Linked DNA regions of Pan troglodytes: region 2 is linked to region 1. A link is a contact called in public HiChIP or PLAC-seq data. All regions are on one chromosome and are shown on one strand. Each heading gives the region's core, a stretch centred on a gene start, on an enhancer-like site or on the middle of the called end of the contact. The rest is flanking DNA. Distances are from core to core; before and after follow the strand shown. Region 1 holds the start of PPP2R5C (protein phosphatase 2 regulatory subunit B'gamma). Region 2 holds the start of HSP90AA1 (heat shock protein 90 alpha family class A member 1).

What was found. HiChIP or PLAC-seq counts read pairs in DNA pulled down with a chosen protein or histone mark.
Region 2: an H3K4me3 HiChIP or PLAC-seq map of stem cell-derived excitatory neurons shows a contact between it and region 1, with 2.5 times the contacts expected there. The contact joins the promoter of HSP90AA1 here to the promoter of PPP2R5C in region 1. A contact is called at or near these places in 1 of 7 Hi-C or Micro-C datasets (stem cell-derived neural progenitor cells) and 1 of 1 datasets of contacts at active chromatin or transcription factors (stem cell-derived excitatory neurons).

Annotation. Positions count from the first base shown.
Region 1 is chr15:99,773,452-99,780,057 of NHGRI_mPanTro3-v2.0_pri, forward strand. It overlaps PPP2R5C (protein phosphatase 2 regulatory subunit B'gamma), which reads left to right and starts at 3,454. Exons shown (of 14, transcript NM_001280086.1): 1 at 3,454-3,566; 2 at 5,777-5,842. The coding sequence starts at 3,525.
Region 2 is chr15:100,098,181-100,104,786 of NHGRI_mPanTro3-v2.0_pri, forward strand. It overlaps HSP90AA1 (heat shock protein 90 alpha family class A member 1), which reads right to left and starts at 2,502. Exons shown (of 11, transcript NM_001098572.1): 1 at 2,444-2,502; 2 at 1,675-1,836; 3 at 1,216-1,582; 4 at 757-890; 5 at 142-462; 6 at 1-25. The coding sequence starts at 1,836.

The sequences.
Region 1 (6,606 bases), core at 2,204-4,703:
TGCAGCCTCCATCTGCAGTGATGGCTCAAGCAATCCTCCTGCCTCAGCTTCCTGAGTGGCTGGGACCACAGACGCGTGCCACCACGCCCAGGCTGCTCTTGAACTTCTGGGCTCAAGCAATCCTCCCACCTTGGCCTCCCAAAGTGCTGGGATTATAGGCGTGAGCCACCACACCCAGCTAGAATTAGTTTCTTCAAATGCTAGGCACTGAGTAACACAGAATGCCTAAGACATGATCACTGCCCCTAGGAAGCTCAGCTGAAAATCCAAGTATGCAAGACTGCCTGGATGCCCAGAAGGCCTAGGAACGACATGAAGAAACCTAAGCCCACAAGCCGGGGTCTGTGAGAGCCAAGGGAGAAGGCTTTCTGGGCAGGGTGACCAAAGCTGCAGCCTGGCAGGCAGGGCAGCTCTACACCAGCCTCAGAGGAGCAGGCAGGGCCTACTGTGCTGCAGGCATCTTCACAGAGAAGACACAGGAAGGGCTTCTGAGGGCAGACGCAGGGAAGGGTGCGGGGCTGATTCTCAGTCAAGGGCCATCTTCTGTCTGCCCTGCTCATATGTGCCACTGATGGTATCCAGAGTGAAGCAGTGAACAGTGTAGGGCTGCGGCTGGTGGCTGCAGTGAGGTCAAAGACCTCAGTCCTCTGGGAACCTCTCTGATCCTCCAGAGACCTCAGGGGCACAAATAAAGCAATCCAACATACAGAGAAGACAGACATGGAAAAAGTATGTTTGGGTTTTTAGAGACTGTATTAGTCCATTCTTGCATCACTATATACAAATACCTGAGATTGGGTAATTTATAAAGAAAAGAAGTTTAATTGGCTCATGGTTCTGCAGGCTGTACAGGAAGCCTGGTGCTAGCATCTGCTCAGCTTCTGGTGAAGCCTCAGGGAGTTTTCGTTCATGGTGGAAGGCGAAGGGGGAGCAGGCACTTCACATGGTGAAAGCAGGCTCAAGGTGGGGGGAGGTGCCACATACTTTTAAACAACTAAATTTCATGTGAACTCCAAGCGAGAGCTCACTTATCACCAAGGGGATGGCCCAAGCCATTCATGAGGCATCTGCCTCCGTGATTCAAACACTTCCCAGCAGGCCCACCTCCCACATCGGTGATTACATTTCAACATGGATGTGGGTGGGGATAAATATCCTAACCATGTCAGGGACCATCTCAAAAAAGTGTCCCAGAAGAGCAGGGGTTGGAAGAAAAGGAGTTTTGTGTGATGCAAGCAGTGCCTTCATGAACATGGAATGTGGGGCCATCCTGGAAGAGGTAACCCTCAGCCACACACACACACACACACCCACATAATGGCTTTATATCCTATCTCAATAGCTTGTCCTGAATCCCTTCTTTTGGGAACAGGAGCTATATCTATCTTTAGCGTTCCTGTAAATACCACAGCACCCAAGACACTGCAAGAAACCCAGTGTGTTCTACGGGTAGTCGGTAACTAACTGTCATTAAAGATGGTCCTCCCTAATGTGGGCAAATGAAGCCAGTCCAATGGCCAGTGACGTACACATGCAGTTGTACAGGTAATGGTGTTGAGTCAGATTTCTCTGGTTGCTATGGTTTCAAGGTCACTGGATGTTAATCAGGCAGCTTTGCTGGTACCCTGTCCCTATGCTTTCCCTAAAACTCTAAACTGACCTGAGAAACCTCTAACCTGACATGCAACTAGTCCTCTATGCTATATTTCCAGTTGCCATCTTGGACACCTCTACCTACATTTTGCGGACACAGCAACGTGTCCCAAACTGGAATCTTGTTCCCTTGCAAACCTGCCCTCCACTTGCATCCCTTCCTCATCATTCACTGTGTTGCCCAAACTACAAGCATGACCATTCGCTTTTTATCCTCGATTCTGGCTCTCTGTCGCGTCGGCGATCCTTCCCCCCGTTGCTGTGGAGATGCCTCCCTGGCACGCACCTGAACCATAGCTGGATGCTGATTGCTCTTTCTGCCTCCTGCTTTTACTTCCACCGTCACCTCCTCCACACTCCTGCCACCGATGTCTTCTAAAATGCAAATGTGAGTACATCACTCCCCACTTCAGTATCTGTCAGTGACCCTGAAATGCATTCAAAAAGAAGTACAATATCTTGGCAAGGTCTACCAGTCTTAATTCAGCGTCGCTGTTCCTTCAGTCTCATCTCCGGCCATAACAAAACGTCCTGTGCAGTGCTCTGTCATGCTTCCAAGCCTGACCCCCCTCACCCCAGTCCTGTAGACTTGTCACATGTCATGTCCTTCTGATTGCTGTTTTTTTCTATTTCCATGCAAGCATGCGAACTGCTTGAGGACAAGGGTAGTGCCTTGTTCACCATGAAATTTCTGGCATCATGCTTTGCACATAGTAGTTATCCAACAAATGTGGGTCGAATGAATGAATTGTATGCAACACCGGATCAGGAGATACGATACAAGGATTTTGGTGGCAAAGGATTGTCTCAGAGATGCCTCTAAGCCTCCCTAAGAGTTCATGGCCATAAACCAATAGTTTCAGAGCTACTCCTTTCTGATATGGATATATCCTGGACTTATTAAATTGACAGCACATATTTTATTTTTAAAATGTTATTAAGTTAACTAGGGGCATCGCTCTATCCTCAAAATTGTTTTGGAGACACCATTAACCCACTTAAATTATTAATAAAAAAGCCACTTATTCCGCACAAATAGTTGTTTGAGACTGTCCTGCTTACCTACAGATATTCGTCTAAGAGCCCGCAGACATTCAGACACCCGCAGACAGAACTTACTTTCCTGACCTCCCACAACATTCCTCCCTTTAGATCTTTTTTTTCTTACCCCGTCTTTCAGCTTTCTCATTGCAGAACTGCTGAGAATAATGGAAAATGCTTTGCCTGGAAACTTCCAAGAACAAAACTCCGGGGGCTAAGAGAACGCGATGATTTTTAAGCTGCCAGTTAAGATGCAGCTCCTTCATCATCACAGGTGAAGCACCAATGCCTCTCGCACGTGAAATCCGTACGCTCCTAGAGTCTTACTACCTAATGCATTTCTGCAATCTGGGACGCCTGTCCTTAGCGTCTTCAATAGTTTTGGGCACGAGGTGGACCGCGGAAGCATTGTATTGAAAAGTTAACGTTTTTCCCTTGGACACCCTCTCCTCACAGCTATTAACAAGCTGAGAGAAATCAGGTGACTCCCAGTCATGCAGAGGTTTCCTCACCATTTATGATCAAGCCTAATTAAAGAATAAAAATAAAATCCTATTGGCGCAGCGGCCACCAAGTCTTTGAGGCCTCGCCTCGGTGGGCGGGGCCGACGCCGGAGGAGAGGGGCTGCACATGTGGGCGTGACCTCGCGGAAGGAGCTGCGGAGGGCGGGGCCGGCTGGGGAGGGGCGGGGCTGTCGGGTGGGCGGGACCTCGCGGCAAAAGCTGCGGAGGGCGGGACCAACCAGGAAAGGACGGGACTGTCGGGTAGGCGGGACCTCGCGGGAGAAACTGCGGAGGGCGGGACCAACCAGGGAGGGGCGGCGCTGTCGGATGGGCGGGACCTCGCGGGAGGAGCTGCGGAAAGCTGAGCTGGTGAGGGGAGGGGCTGGTCGAGGGGAGGGGTTGGTGGTGGGGAGGGGCTGGCCGAGGGAAGGGGCTGGCCGAGGGAAGAGGAGGGGAGGGGACGGGCTGGTCGAGGGGAGGGGAGGGCAGGGGACGGGCTGGTCGAGAGAAGGGGAGGGCAGGGGACGGGCTGGTCGAAGGGAGGGGACGGGGTGGTCGAGGGGAGGGGACGGAGGGGAGGGGAGTGGAGGGAGGGGAGGGGAGTGGAGGGAGGGGAGTGGAGGGAGGGGAGGGGAGTGGAGGGAGGGGAGGGGAGTGGAGGGAGGGGAGGGGAGTGGAGGGAGGGGAGGGGAGTGGAGGGAGGGGAGGGGAGTGGAGGGAGGGGAGGGGAGTGGAGGGAGGGGAGGGGAGTGGAGGGAGGGGAGGGGAGGCGGGGCCCAGCGGTGTCCCGCGAAACTGCCGCTCGCTCGGTTCCCGGGCCTCCCCGTGCGCCTCAGTGCAAAGCGTGCCAGGCACTCTTGACTGCAACGAGAGCCGCGGCGGTGAGGGGGCAAGGCCAAGAGGCCACGGTTCGCGTTTCGCCGGCTGCAGAAGTTGTTGCCATACATTTCAAATGTGCATTTCCTACGTCTCACGCTCTGTCTTGCGCCTCCACAGCGGGCCACGGCCCTGTCACCGCAGTCGCAGCCACGTGCTCCCTCCCCTGAGTCGGCTCAGCTCTGCTCAGCGGTCAGCCCCGCGCCAGGAGGCCGCGGCCTGCCTGAGGCCGGCTCGCAGCGACTCGCGACGGAGGGCGGGGGCGTGAACGGGTCGCGCGGAGAGGGTGGGGGGAGCAGGGAGCGTTAGGGCACGTGGGGGCGCGTCGACCAATGGCAGGGCGCTGTTGAGGGCAGCGGGGCGGGGCCGGGCGCAGGGGCGGGGCGAGCGGCGGGCGGGGAGGGGCGGGGCGGCCGGCCGGGGGTGGGGAGGAGAGGGGCGGGGCGGGCCGGCCGGGGGAGGGGCGGAGAGACGCCGCCGCTGCCGCCGCCGCCGCCGCCGCCGCCGCCGCGGCTGCCGCAGCCTCTGGGAGCCTGGAAAAGGGGAAGCGAGAGCAAGCGAAAGACTCAGTCCCCGGGCGGCGGCGGCGGCGGCGGCGGCCGCGGGGGCGCGACGGCCGGGGCGGGGGCGCTGCTGCTGCGGGGGCAGGCGGCGGCAGGGGCGGCGGCGGCGGCGGCGGCCCGCTCCAGCCATGCCGAATAAAAACAAGAAGGAGAAAGTGAGTCCGGGCCCGGCCGCGGGACGGAGGGAGCGGGGAGGGACTGCCGGGGGAGGGCGCGACGGCACCGGGGTCCTGCGCCCGGGCCCCGGCTCAGTTCCCCGCCTGACGCCGCGGGCTTCGCGTCCCCGAGGGCGGCCGAGCCAGGCATCCCCGGGCTTCTCTCGGCCTCATGCCCGGTGGGGGCGGGGAGCCCGGGGATCGCGCCGGAGCCGCGGGGCGCAGGCCCGGGCCGCTGGGACCTTCGTGATGGGCCGGGGCTGGGCGTGGAGGGAGGGCGCGGCCCGGGGAGGGGGTCGGAGGGGCGCCCGTTTCCGACAGTGCGGCGTGGGCTTGGGCCGGCAGGTGCGGCCGCCGAGGGGGTTCGCAGCCTCGCAGACTCCCGGAAAGGAGCTTCAGGGATGGGGGCTGTAGACGCCTGGGGAGGGACCCCTGGACGGGGGAAAGGGAGCGAGAAGGGACCGCGCTGAGAGCTGGTAAGGAATTATCTGCCGCCCCGGAGGGACGCTCTGGGGCTCTCAAACACTATTATTATCCTGGGTGGCGGCGGCGGTGAGGGCTGCGAGCAAGGGTGCTGCGTTTGCATTCGGGGGGGGCGGGTATGTTTCTGCTTCAGGTGGAGCTCTGTAGCGTTTCATTATCACCCCAGAAATCCTCACTCATAGGGTTTAGGGTGGGAGGGTAGAAAGGGATGTGATGTGGATCTCAAAATGCCAGAAGCACTGTATAAAATTGGATTTATCTGTTTTCTGCTTGAAGTTTTCAACCTCAAATGCAGATAAAACGAAAAGAATCTGAATGGGGGGTGGGGGGCATTGCACTGTTGGAATCCTAAACGGTATGATACAGAATTTCCTAATGGTATGAATTAAAAATATCAGAAGCTGTAGTTGTATAAATCACTTTTAAAACTGCATTTGGCTTATCTGATGTTTACCTGTCTAAAAAGTGAGAAGACTAATTGACTTTGCTTGATGTTTACCAGGAATCACCAAAAGCAGGGAAGAGTGGAAAAAGTTCAAAAGAAGGACAAGACACAGTAGAATCAGAGGTAACTGTCATCAAATATTGACTTTGTATTTTATACACAGCTTTTAACTTAAGGTAGAAAAACCGAGAGTGATAAAGCCTAGAATCTTCTAAAATGTTTCTCTATGTGAGGTTTTTTTTTTGTGGTGTCTTTCATAATCCTCAATTTTAGTTGTTTAGGTATTTACTGTTTTGCTTTGGAAAACTATTAATGATTTTATGAAAATTGTGCTTGCCTGTGGAGTTTGTTTGTGGGTTTTTGGGGGGTTTTTTGTTTTTTATTTTTTTGAGACGGGGTCTCACTTTGTCACGCAGGCTGGAGTGCAGTGGCGCAATCTCTGCTCACTGCTACCCCTTGCCGCCCAGGCTCAAGTGATCCTCTTACCTCAGCCTCCCAAGTAGCTGGGACCACAGGAACATGCCACCACACCCAGCAATTTTTTTTTTTTTTAATACAGTCTCACTCTGTCGCCCAGGCCGGCAGTGCAGTGGCGCGATCTTGGCTCACTGCAACCTCTGCCTCCTGAGTTCAAGCAATTCTCCTGCCTCAGCCTCCTGAGTAGCTGGGATTACAGGCACCCGCTACCACGCCCGGCTAATTTTTGTATTTTTATTAGAGACGGGGTTTCACCAGGTTGGTCAGGCCGGTCTTGAACTCCTGACCTCGTGACCCGCCCGCCTTGGCCTCCCAAGGTGCTGGGATTACAGGCCTGAGCCACCGTGCCCATCCTGGATCTGGTATTTTTAAGTTAATTTCCCACACCTCAAACCCAGCAACCCTCCTGT
Region 2 (6,606 bases), core at 1,252-3,751, 320 kb after region 1:
CCAACTGTCCTTCAACTGAAAAATGCTGTAATAAAACAGATACACTAAGTACCAATGAACAAAGCATTATAGAAGATATTTGGGGTGGTGGAGAAAGATGATAATCTCAGGACAAGCTTGAAGCACCCATCAGTCACTCACCTTCACTGCCAAGTGATCTTCCCAGTCATTGGTCAAGCTCTTATAGAATTCTCCGTACTCCTCATTAGTAATATCGTCGGGATTTCTGGTCCAGATGGGCTTTGTTTTGTTGAGCTCTTCTTGATCGATGTACTTTTCCTTAATCTTCTTCTTCTTCTTCTTGTCACCATCCTTCTTTTCTTCTTCTTCCTCATCAGAACCAACATCTTCAATTTCAGGTTTGTCTTCCGACTCTTTCTCTTCTTTTTCTTTTTCTTCTTCTTTGTCTTCCTTTTCTTCAGCCTCATCATCGCTGACTTCTTTATCACGTTCCTTCTCCACCTTCAAAACATGAAATCACATCACTGCTGCACTCTAGAACTAAGCCACAGCGCTGCGCCACTATTTTCAACCTAAGGCCAAAGTCTAAATTAGCCAACTTGAGAATCACCCAGCTTTTCATCAATATTTGATACATCCACTTAATAGCCCGAGGGACCTTTACAGAGTTAGGCAGTAGAGCTTAGGTTCCCCAGGCTTCAGACTAGTTGAACAGATCTAGGGACTAAGGATGTAGTACAGTCACCCCAATCACCTACAGACAGAAATTCACTCTGCAATTACATAAAAACTTACAAAAAGAGTAATGGGATATCCAATAAACTGAGAATGTTTCTTCACAATCTCCTTTATTCTTCGTTCCTCCAAGTACTCAGTTTGGTCTTCTTTCAGGTGTAGGATAACTTTTGTTCCACGACCCATAGGTTCACCTGCAAGAGAAAAAAGAAAAATTGACTTAATAATACATTCAATTTAGTGCTCAACGCCATGCCTAACATCCTTATAACGTGTCTATAAAGCAAGGTTTGCCGTTACTACAGATGCAAAGGCGCCCACAGCACAACCTTTTGGGCAAGGTGCCTTGCCCAAAAGAACCACCCACCAAGTCATGCCATTACACTAAGTGCTCTAGCTTGTTCCTGATCGTCGGGCAAACACAAATTCTGTAAGCTTCACCGCATCCCCAGGGGTTCAAGGGTTGCAGCACCCCACCCTTCTACCGCTCACCTAACCAGTGAATGTTCAGGTGCCTACCTGTGTCTGTCCTCACTGTGAATGATCCCCCTGCTGAGGACTCCCAAGCGTACTGCTCATCATCATTATGTTTGGTGATCACAGTTACTTTCTCAGCAACCAAATAAGCAGAATAAAAACCAACACCGAACTGGCCAATCATAGAGATATCTGCACCAGCCTGCAAAGCTTCCATGAACGCTTTGGTCCCAGACTTGGCGATAGTACCAAGGTTATTGATCAAGTCAGCCTTGGTCATTCCAATTCCAGTATCCACAATAGTGAGGGTTCGATCTTGTTTGTTCGGTATAAGGTTAATATGCAGCTCTTTCCCAGAGTCTAATTTACTGGGATCTGTCAAGCTTTCATACCGGATTTTGTCCAACGCCTGTTAACAAAAAATATTAATTTAAGCACACAGCACCCCCAAGAAGTTCATACTGAAACCAAAATCCGATTCTGGGTTAATAAGCGACTTACATCTGATGAATTTGAAATGAGCTCTCTCAGAAAGATCTCTTTGTTCGAGTAGAAAGTATTGATGATCAATGACATCAACTGGGCAATTTCTGCCTGAAAGGCGAAAGTCTCAACCTCCTCCTCCTCCATCGGTTGGTCTTGGGTCTGGGTTTCCTCAGGCATCTGGAACGACACCGCGCCGGTTTAAAACCTTGCAGGACGTCTACAGAGGCAACACGAGATTCCATCGCGCCCTCCAAATATTTCTAAAGCCGGATTGGAGATTTGCGAAGTTTAAGTAAACCGAAAATAGAAGGGCGGCTGACAAAGGATGACCTCATTTCGGAGCGCGGCAACTACCACGAGCGTGTGCGCGCTTCCGGGCGGCCGCCGCAGGCCCGGGCCCAGTCCCCCGCCGCGGTCCCCAACGGACACCCCGGGTGCCCTCCCGCGCGGGCTGCGGCTCCGCCACGGCGGCCTCCTCCGCCTGCGCCCCCAGCGGGGCCGGGCGGGGGACCCCCGCGGCGGGGCCGCTCTGTTCGCGTGCGGCGCCAGCTCTGGCGCTGCTGCGGAGCCTCGGGGAGCCCGCGGCCGCCCGGCCCATTCCTGAAGCGGGGTGCGGAAACCGCAGCGGGCCCGAGGCCTCCGGAATAGGAAGCGCGGCCGCCCGTGAGCGCGGCCCTGGCTGCTTCAGGGATCTCGTCCGGCCCCCACAGCCTCCGCTCCGCGCCAGCCGCCCCCGGTCCCGGTCCCCAATACACCTCCACAGGCCCCCACAACCACCCCTCACCTTGGCTAAGTGACCGCACAGGACCAACGGCACAGCAACACCAGGACGCTGAAGCAACTGACGCGCCGCCCCCGCGCCTGCCTTATATAGCGACGGGCCCGCCCAGCGCGCGGCGCTTTTTCCAGAAGCCTCCCGAACCTTCCGGAAGAACCCTCCCCAGCCGCCGCCGCGGCCGCGCGCCTGCGCATGCGCCGTCGCCGCGGCACCCCCCCCCGCCCCGCCTTCCTGCGGGCGCGCGCAGGCCCTGCTCGTGGCCCGGCCCGGGCAACCTTCCCTCAACCGCCGCCGCGCGCCTCTCGCACGCCCCCGCGCCGGCCTCAATGCGCCTGCGCGGCCTGGAATTCTCGGGAAGGTCCGGGCGCCTTCTGGGGCCGCCCGCGCCCTCCGCCCTGCACCCCCACCTGCCGAGCGCGGGCGGAGGGCACGCCCGGGCGTGGGGGCCTTTGAAGTGAGGTGTAGTTGGTCACCCGGGCTGAGCGGAACGCGGGGCCGGGGTGGGAGGCGCGCCTGGAGGGAGGGTCGTGCATGGACGGAGAGCGCCCCGGGTCTCACGCGCCCGGGAGACTACCGGAGCCGTCGTCCTGACTGGCGCCGCGCCCGCTGCCAAAGAACCCAGCCGCAGGCGGCGCCGGGATCGCGGGGCTCTGCCCTCTGGGGGCTGTTAGCCCCAGGCTGCTGCGCACTGGGGAGGCTGTCCCGCGGCCTGCGCGCTCGGGGATTCTCCAGACCCACCGCTGGCTCGGGAGCGCTCCCTACTTTTGGGTTCCCCGAAAGCCATGTGCTTCATACTTAAGGGTCCCTTAGCTTGGGAATCGGGGACTTGGTGAACAAATTCATGCTTACCCAGATACACCCGGCATGATTTTGAAAAGCCCATCGTTTTGCCGACCGATTTGCGGTCTCCAAATTAAGTATCTAACACTTTGGTGATTAACTTGTCCTAAAAGGTTCGTTTTGTTTTTTTTTTCTTGTTTTTTTTTTTGGACAGGCTCTCGCTTTGTCGCCCAGGCTGGGGTGCCGCGGCGGAATCTCGGCTCACTGCAGCCTAGACCCTCCCGGGCTCAGGTGATCCTCCCGCCTCAGCTTTCCCAGTAGCTGGGACGAGCGCGGGCAGAGGACCACAGGCGCGGACACCACACCTGTCTAGTTTTTGTATTTATTTGTAGAGTCGGGGTTTCACCATGTTGCCCAGGCTGGAAAAGCCAATTTCTACATGGGAATTTTCGGATATTTTGGCCAAGGCCAGCTGTGGGAACCTTGGAGGCGTTGGGGTTCCTTCCACCTGGCTTCCCTGCCTAGTCCATGTCCTCTTCCTCTTTGTCGCTGGCGCCTCCCATGATTGGGCCTCCTCCTGCCTGGACTCATAGCCAGGCCCTGGGAATAATCTGAAAGCTCCTTGCCGTGTAAAGAAACGATGGAACTATCTCCGCTTCCTGGTCTCTAGGGAAACGCAACTTGCTCAGGAGCAGGGGTTTTCAGACTGCGGCCTGGGACCCCCTTACGAGTGTGTGAAATCAACATAAAGCGTCTTGCCTGGCATTACAAAGCGGGGGAAGTGGAAGGAAACTAGCAGCCACGTGGCGCGGGCCCCAGCGGTGGTGACCGGGTGTGTGCCTGGTCCTGTGGTAGCTGTTGCGCAGCCTGGGGGCGCGCCCCCGGCCCAGGCTTTCCCTACAGCTGCAGCCTGGACTGGCGGGGAGGAATCCGGAAGCAGGAAGAGCGGTGAGCGGGTCGCTGAAGGGGCGCAAGGTCTTCCCTGGCGAGTGCCGCCTTCGCCTGTTTCCTTCCTGTCACCACCAGCCACTGTCCCCGCTCTCACTTGTAGGAACTTTTCCTACCGCAGTTTCTGCCATTGCCCAGGGGGTTTGAGATATAGAGGAGCCATCCAGGGCCCCAGCTCTGACGTTCTTTTTTTTCTTTTCTTTTCTTTTCTTTTTTTTTTTTTTTAGACAAAGTCTCACTCTTGGTCCCCCAGGCTCGAGGGCAATGGCACAATCTCTGCTCACTGCAACCTCTACCTCCTGGGTTCAAGCGATTCTCCTGCCTTAGCCTCCCGAGTAGCTGGGATTACAGGCACCCGCCACTACGCCCGGCTAATTTTTGTATTTTTAGTAGAGACGGGGTTTCACCATGTTGGCCAGGCTGGTCTCGAACCCGTGACCTCAGGTGATCCGCCCGCCTCGGCCTCCCAAAGTGCTGGGATTACAGGCGTGAGCCACGGCGCCCGGCCAGCTCTGACATTCTTTGTCCTTTGTTTTGGGGACCTTCATTTACCCCCATTTCTCCAGTGAACCTGCTCCAAAGCCCCTCCCTGGGTCTGGGCATCACTGGGAACCACTGTTTCCCGTCAGGCCCCATCTTCAATGTCCCTTCTTCCTTCCACAACTTCTTGTCTTTCCAGCTCTCCCCCGTCGGTTAATAAACAGGACATTTTTGTCCTGTCTCCAGGTGACATTCCAGTTACCCACCAGGTGCGACCTCTGTAATGGTTTCTACCATCAACACGCCAGCCCCTGGCTGTTCCTTCTCTCTTCTTAGACTCATGCCCCTCTCCCTGGCACATCACGGAGCTCTTGGAGGTGGGTCTTTGCCCCCAGGAAATCTTGTCCAGCACTCTCACTAATAGAACTTGTGTGCAGATGACTCACAGAAGAGCCCGGCCAGGACTCAGCTCCAGACCTGGATGCTGAGCCTCATGAGCTTCCCCCCTGTCTCCAGCCCTATTTGAGGGCTCGTTAGCCAGGTCACTGACTATCCCACCTTAAAGAACCCCAAGCATCCCCACAACGGATCTGGCACTGAGTCCTGCCACTTCTGCCTCCTAAGTACCTCTTGAACCCAGCCACTTCCCTCCACCTTCATCCCCCGCTTCCACACAACCGTCAGCTCACCTGGAAGGCCTCCATAACCACCTAACTGCTCCCTGCATATGGTCTGGTCTGTCTCCAAACTGTAACCAGGGTGAGCTTTGAGAACACAGACCTGGCCCTATCTATTCCCTCCTCCCCACCCTCTGCAAATTCTAGCTGACTTCCCATCCTTCTAGGAGGAAGACAGAGCTCTTTAGGCCTGTGAGGCCCTGCAGGTCGCTGCTGCCTCCCCATACAGCGCCAGTTCCCACTGTGCTCCTATTTCTGTGTCTGGCGCACTCCCCATGACTCGCCCCCACGAGGCTGTGCAAATGCTGTTCCCTCTGCCTGGAACACCATTCCCTCTGTTCTTCTCTAATTAATTTTTAATGGACCTTCTGCTCACACATTTTCTTAGGAACCCCACCTGCCTCCCACCAGGCCAGGTGTCCTGTCATGGAGAGGTTCTCAGAATGTGGTGCCCTCTCCTTCAGAGTACAGACCACATGTGCTCCTCTGCTTCCTCTAGCCCTCCAACCCCAAGTTCTTCCACTCCTGCTTCACCGCCTTTTCTGTCCAGCCTCCTCCTCTTCCTTCCTCAACAACATATTTCTTTTTTTTTTTTTTGAGACGGAGTCTCGCTCTGTCGCCCAGGCTGGAGTGCAGTGGTGCGATCTTGGCTCGTTACAAGCTCCGCCTCCCGGGTTCACGCCATTCTCCTACTTCAGCCTCCCTAGTAGCTGGGACTACAGGCGCCCGCCACCACACCTGGCTAATTTTTTGTATTCTTTAAGTAGAGAGGGGGTTTCACCGTGTTAGCCAGGATGGTCTTGATCTCTTGACCTTGTGATCCGCCCGCCTTGGCCTCCCAAAGTGCTGGGATTAGAGGCGTGAGCCACAGTGCCTGGCCTCAACAACGTATTTCTAATAGATCACCAAGCCTTGCAGATTTAGCATCCTAAATATTTGTGGACCTCGTCCCACAGTGATGTTGCTGTTAGGGCAATCTGACCATTTTCCTCCTCTATTTGAAAGCTTTCAGTGTCCCTCAGTAAAGCTGGAGCATGGATTCTGGATTCAGGTGGCCTGGATTCAGATCTTAGCTCAGCCACTGCCTGTGTGACCCAGGGCAAGTCACTTACCCTTTCTATGCATCCAGTTCAGTATCTGTAGCATAGACATGAACATGTCTTCTTCATAGAGTGGTTATGAAGCTTAAATGAGCCACTTCTGGTTTTGGAAATGGCTCAGGTGATAGCCTACCCCATAGCAATTTATGCCCCCTTACTTGCTTGCCAGGCAGCAGGCTAGCTA